2 separate regions of the Mus musculus genome follow, and region 2 is linked to region 1. A link is a contact called in public promoter capture Hi-C data. All regions are on one chromosome and are shown on one strand. The core of a region is the stretch at or near the end of the contact, and the rest is flanking DNA. Distances in the headings are between cores, read along the strand shown. Region 1 overlaps Kif1b (kinesin family member 1B). Region 2 holds the start of Ube4b (ubiquitination factor E4B).

Region 1 (3,048 bases), core at 157-2,656:
GGAGTTTGAATAGGAATCTGCCCGCCTCTGTCATGTGCCACTATGCCTGGTCCTAAGCAGAAGTATTAATGGCTACATTCATTTTGCTAGTATGGGTAACAGAATATAAATGATGAAGGGAAAAAGGATTTCTTAAGACCCTTCTTCCCTCCCCCAACTCATTTGAGTTGCTTGTCCTGAGTTAGCAACAGAGATGTCAGGACCCACTGTGTCAAGATTCTCCTGACCAGGCCACATAAGATGACATCATCTACTCCTCACACTGTGGTGCTGTAGAAGACGGCAGACAGACATGACTAACTGCCACCTTAGAATAGAATGGAAAGCCGGGCAGTGGCGGCACATGCCTTTAATCCCAGCACTTGGGAGGCAGAGGCAGGCAGATTTCTGAGTTCAAGGCCAGCATGGTCTACAGAGTAAGTTCCAGGACAGCCAAGGCTACAAAGAGAAACCATGTCTTGAAAAACCAAAAAAAAAAAAAAAAAAAAAAAGAATAGAATAGAATGGAAATACATTGAGGGACACAGAAATCTAGAAAATGAAGCACCATTTGTACATACTTTTCTTAATTTTAATATAAATAAATTGACTTCTCTAAATCCTAATACTGGCAATCCCACAAGCAAACAACACTTGTGCTCATGTAATCTCAGCACATTTGCTCATGGAGGACTGTGCGTAAACTGCAGACTGCCTTATTAACTTAGGTGCTCACTTCTCTGAAAGCTTTCCTTTCCACTCTTCCATTATCTCCTACAGTGAGTCCCCCTAGGTGTCGGATACCACGTGACAACCAGGCTTTAGTCCTGTGTCTCTGCCGTGTGAGGAGACTCACTGCGCTGTTGTGCAGCCGGTGCTGAGCATCCAGCAGTGACAGAGCCTTTATTGTAAAAGGGCTCAGCATTCTGTGCTTCTTATGCATTGTTAATCCTGATCTTTTTGTTTTGTTTTTTTTGAGACAGGGTATCATGTATCCCAAGCTAGCTGCAACCAGGTATAACTTGAAGCCAAGTACAACCCTGAACTCCTAATATTCCTGCCTCCACCCCAGCCAAGTGCGGAGACTGTGGGTGTGCACCACCACATCCAGCTTATGGCAGTGAGCATTTTATTGTCAAATTTAAAATTACTTTAATCTGAAGAGGGGATGCGGATGATAGAAATACCGGGAACCTCTGCCTCTGACAGAGAGATATGCACAGCAATAGCGGGAGCAACGACCTCAATGTAAAGCAGTCTCGTGTACAGCCAACAAATACTGATGCTGGTGATAACTTCCTGAGATTCACAGAAACCAACCAATTGTTCCTGGCAGAAGCCCAAGATAGGCTCAGAACACAGCACGGCAGCCATCATTGCCAAGAGAGAGCTAGGCACTCCTATTCTTTTGTATGACCAAGCCCACTGCATTCCTTTAGCTTCTGATCTAAACTCCCCAGCCTGGCCTCGGGCTTGCTGTGCCCCTGCTAGTGCTATTCCTTACGCTTCAATAAGCACATTCTTTTAGAGATGAAACATCTGAACCACAGTCACGTTAACTGAAACAACCACCTCTGAGTCTTAGCTAAATTACTGGGCAATTTGGGTCAAGCCGTCCTCCAGGTGGTCTTCATAAGCTGCTGTATAGAGTACTAAGTAGATTGTGCCTTATGGATAGATAAGGCCTAGGCTTTCTTTCTAGCCAAAATTGCACAGAGGCATTTAGAACAAGAGCTGGTCCCTTTTGGCCTTTCTCACAATGACCTCACCAACCTTCCTACTAAAATGAACCAAGGGGATCGGTCGTAAAATGGGTCATGCCCATCACTGAAGAGCTCTGATCCCTCTTCCGTCCCTGCGTCAGAGCCGGTGTCATCCACGAATGCCTCATCATCAAAGTCCTCCATGGCATCCTGCTGCTCGTCAGCCAGTTCAGTGATGTCGGAATCGGCCGTGGAAAAAGTGGGGGAGGGTGTGCGGTCGGCAAGGCGCTCATTCACACAGCCGTGGAAAATAGGGGAGCTAGACACCAGGTAAGACGCCGATTAACACAGGCAGGGAGAGAGGAATAGTCGGTTAACAGGATGCCCAGGTGCCAACAGGACAGAATGCACTGACAGAATCATCACGGTAAAAAGCAAAAGAGCAACAGGAACACAGGCTGCACGGTTCAGGCAAAGGGATCGGGGCAGGCTGAAGAGATCTACAAGGAAAGACCCTCAGAATAAGGAAGGCAAAGAGCATCCGTGAGTAGACCATCTCAGGGAAATATCACACGACACATGTTTATGTTCTCAGTTCACACAGAGGATGAGCACCCTGTCCTCCGGGAGCCACTCAGGACAGAGATAATAAAATAAGGCCTTAAGTGTCTGAGTTCTCTTGTCTGTGTGCTGAAGCGGCTTGAGTGAGCTGTGTCTGCACAGCCCACGTCTGCAAACCCTAGTCCGCTATCAGAGTGGAGTGGAAAAGGCTGACACCAGCAACACCATTTCTGGGTTTCTTACATACCAACACAGGGCATTTACAGTAAAGAGTAACTCAAAAGTCTGAAACCAGGAAGCTCAAAGGTCACATTTCCTGGGACTGGGAGAGAAGGTGAATGGTTAAAGGCACTGGGTGCTCTTGAGGAAGGACCCAGATTTGGTTCCCAGCACCCACAGAGTAGCTCACAACCATCTGTAAGTCCAGTTGTGGGATTCAGTTCCCTCTTCTGGCCTTGGTGGGTATCAGGCATGCATATGGCACACAGACAGCATGCAGGCAGAGCACCCATCCACATAAAGTAAAATAAACCCTCTTAAGCATTCGCGATTCCTTGCTTTTACATGTTCAACCTCTTAAGGCCAGGTTTCTGGAACTCCACAGGGGCATTTTGTTTTCACAGAACGCTGAACGTGATGGAGGCAGAGACCCGAAGAGGCCGCCTACCCTGGGGTGTAGTTAACCTGCCCCGGGCAATGACTACAGAAAGACAAACTCTTCTAAGAGAAATCACAGAGGACCAGTCAGGTTCTGGGAAACAACTTCAGTCTGGTAGCACACACTGTGATGTCTACTTAAAGTGTA
Region 2 (3,038 bases), core at 194-2,693, 210 kb after region 1:
TGTTAAATTAGTGTAATTTAACTGGAATCTTTTTAACTATTAAGTATATACACTTTGTTAATGTTAAATCTCAAGGAATCTGTAACTACCTCTCAAACACAAAGGTACCTTTGATAATTTATTACAATGAAATGGTCACATGTATCTGGGATTTCAAATCCTTCCCTTTAAAACTGCCATTAAACATCATGATTTTATGCAAAATTGTTCTTTAAAACCCCCGACGACGCAGACACACACAATATACCACGATCTAAATCGCGCCCCTCTTTCTCGAACACCCTTTTAAAAAGATTGAACACCTTCAAGATGCTCCTCACCACCCCACCCCCGTCTTCAGACCCTAAAAGAAAGAAAAGCGAGTGGAGTTCCGAATGAAGAAACGAGAGAGAATAAAGGAGAATAAAACGAGAGACCCTCTTGCATTCTCTATCTCTGGAGAATTTTAGTGATCGAGTAAACATACTGAGACGGTAGCCCAAAGTGGAGCCAAGGGCTTCTTACAATACAGCCAACCTGATGATGAATGACTACTTCCATTATATTTCATTATTCTTGAAAATGCCATCTCCGTTGCCTCCCCAATCCCAAGAGCCCGACACCACCAGGGCAAAAATCTGTCCCCATCCAAAGCGCCAAAGAGTTGCCAAGTAATCCTTTCAAGGTGCCCCCCCCCACGCCCCAGCCTCCTCACCTCGTCAGCGCTCAGCTCCTCCATCGCTTTCCTCTTAATGGTGAAAGGCGTTAGAGAGATCCTTCAGTTCTTGAGACCAGGGCGGGAGCAAAGGAAGAGTGGAAGGTATCTATCGGGCTGTCTGGTCCCCCAATGGGGGAGGTTTCAGAATTGCATAGTCAGAGGTTAAAAACTAAGAACACGAGGCACTGAATCGCCTTGGCTTCGGCCGCTCGCACCGCCGCAGCCTCCTCCAGCAGCAAGCGCCCAGAGCTGCCGCCTCTGGCCACGGCCACCGCTATGGGGTCCTCTCCAGGCGCCACTGACTCCCCTCAGCTTCCCAGGTTACCCAGGGCGGGCGGCGCGGTCTCCAGCTCGGCTCGTGCCCGCTGCGCGCCGTGTCTTCGTGGCGGTGACGCGGCAGCTGCGTTTTTTTCTCCCGCAGACCCTGCTCCGGGTCCCACCCCTGGGCCCAGGCGGGAACAGCTCCACTGCACACTGGATGCCCCCGAGGCGCGGCGACCCTACAGCAGCCCAGGCAGAGCCCAGCACCGGACCGGGAAGCCCCTCCCCTCTAAAAGCAGGCCAGGCTCGCCCCGCCTCCACGCGAGAACCCCGGTGGGGGGCAGGGGAGGGACGGGACTGGCGAAGCCCTCGCTGGAAGCGTAAATCCTCCTACCCCTCCAACCCTACTCTTACCCCCTCGCCCCACCAAGAATTATTCATCAAAACAACAGGGCGGCCATCTTTGAAAGGGGTCACGTGACCCTCGCCGGGGAGGCGGGGCTTCTCGCTCTGGGATTCGCCAGCCAATAAGCAGCGGGCGTCGCGCCGCCGATTTCCTCTTCGCTTGCATCCTGTCCCCGCCCCCTGCCCCACCCCCTCTTCCCTGAGCGGCGCCAGGCGGGGGGAGGGGCGAGAGGGGCTGCTAAGAGGAGACGAGGAGGAGGCGGGGCGGACAGTCACCATGGAGACTGAGCGGAGGCGAGGGGCGCGGTGGGCGGGGCCCAGGTAGAATTGCTGAGGGCAGGATGTGCCAATCCGAATATGGCCCTTCCACGGGCTCTCCCCTGCGCCTTGGGTTTCTGCGGTGCTAGTTTGTTCCCATGTGGATCCTGCTGTGGAGTGACTTGGAAATCCTCCAGGATGCTGCAAGCCGGCTACAGACATTAGAAGAACTGAGGAATCGGAAACACATTTGCTTTCTGCAGGGAGCATTTAGCACCATCCTGCAAATACCTTGTCCCACTCTTTTCCTCCCCCAGGAAAACCCATGGAAGAAAACTAACAGGATCTTAATTTTATTTTACCTTGTTCTTTTAGAGAGGTGCTCTGCTTTAAGGGTGTAGAGACTCAAATTATTGAGAAATGTATTGAACAATGACTTAGTAACTAACCCTTTGTAATGCCAGCTCGGCCGGACAACAAAAACTTACTTTACAATCAATGTATAAATACAAATTGAAAAATCTAACAGAACCGTGAAAATCCAGATTTTGCCACAAAGTATATATCGTATGGCTTACAAAAGCCATAATCATCTCGTTCTTAATTGTTCTTGAGACAGAATCTTGCTATGTATTTCAGATAGCCCCAAATTTGAAATCCTGCCTGAACGCTGGGGTATGCACCACCATCACAGATTACCCAACTATAACATTAATGTATGTATATGTGTATACATGTATGTATTTGAAACAGGGTCTCGCTGGCCTGGAACTCACAGAGATCTGCCTGCCTCTGCCTCCCAAGTGCTAGGGTTCATTACCGGCTACTCTTAGCTGAACTATAATCTTAAACATTCCACTCCTGTTTAAAAGAGTTACAGTTGATCTTATCCAAGGGGACAAGAAGTGACTAAAATAGTTACAATTTGTTTGCTACATGCTAAAAATGGGAACATGACTATTAGATATGCAAAGAGTCTGTGAGTAAAATTAAATCGCTGCAGGCTTTTCAGGACTGCATTCTACTTTCCAGGAAATGAATTCTGTGTAAGCCATTTTGCACCCCTAGTTACACTGATGTCAATTACATTGTTTTTCTGAAAACATGATAATTGCCATGTAGCCTCAGATTAAATCACACAAGTAAAGTATACAATGGCTTTAGGGTAGTGAGAGTTCTTTAACATCATTGCTCTTTAATTTCAGAACATTTTAATCACCCACCCAGCCATCCAACACACTATAACCATTCCTCCTCATCCTGCCATTACTTCCGATAGCCGATCTGTCCTCTGGCTCCCCGGACTTACCTACTCTGCACATTTCACATCAAATAAATTGAACATTTGGTAACTACTCTTGCGGGGCCTCAACTGCACTGCTTTTTTGGGCTTCAGAAAGATAGTTTTTCCTCCTTG

The links. Promoter capture Hi-C pulls out the DNA fragments that hold promoters and counts their contacts.
Region 2: a promoter capture Hi-C map of hippocampal neurons shows a contact between it and region 1, with 2.7 times the contacts expected there. The contact joins the promoter of Ube4b here to the enhancer-like site in region 1. A contact is called at or near these places in 1 of 39 promoter capture datasets (hippocampal neurons), 1 of 115 datasets of contacts at active chromatin or transcription factors (bone marrow-derived macrophages) and 3 of 9 other capture datasets (adipose tissue, liver and pancreatic islet).

Annotation. Positions count from the first base shown.
Region 1 is chr4:149,218,790-149,221,837 of GRCm38.p6, forward strand. Kif1b (kinesin family member 1B) reads right to left here. Exons shown (of 49, transcript NM_001290995.1): 27 at 1,753-2,001. Among named protein-coding and RNA genes, the nearest start is that of Pgd, 54 kb to the left of the region's middle. Within about 2 kb of position 1,407, at least 59 of the 459 cell types and tissues checked have an H3K27ac peak or open chromatin away from gene starts, as enhancers often do. A contact at or near this core is called in hippocampal neurons, where this site is marked.
Region 2 is chr4:149,425,188-149,428,225 of GRCm38.p6, forward strand. Ube4b (ubiquitination factor E4B) reads right to left here and starts at 1,444. Exons shown (of 27, transcript NM_022022.3): 1 at 695-1,444. The coding sequence starts at 718.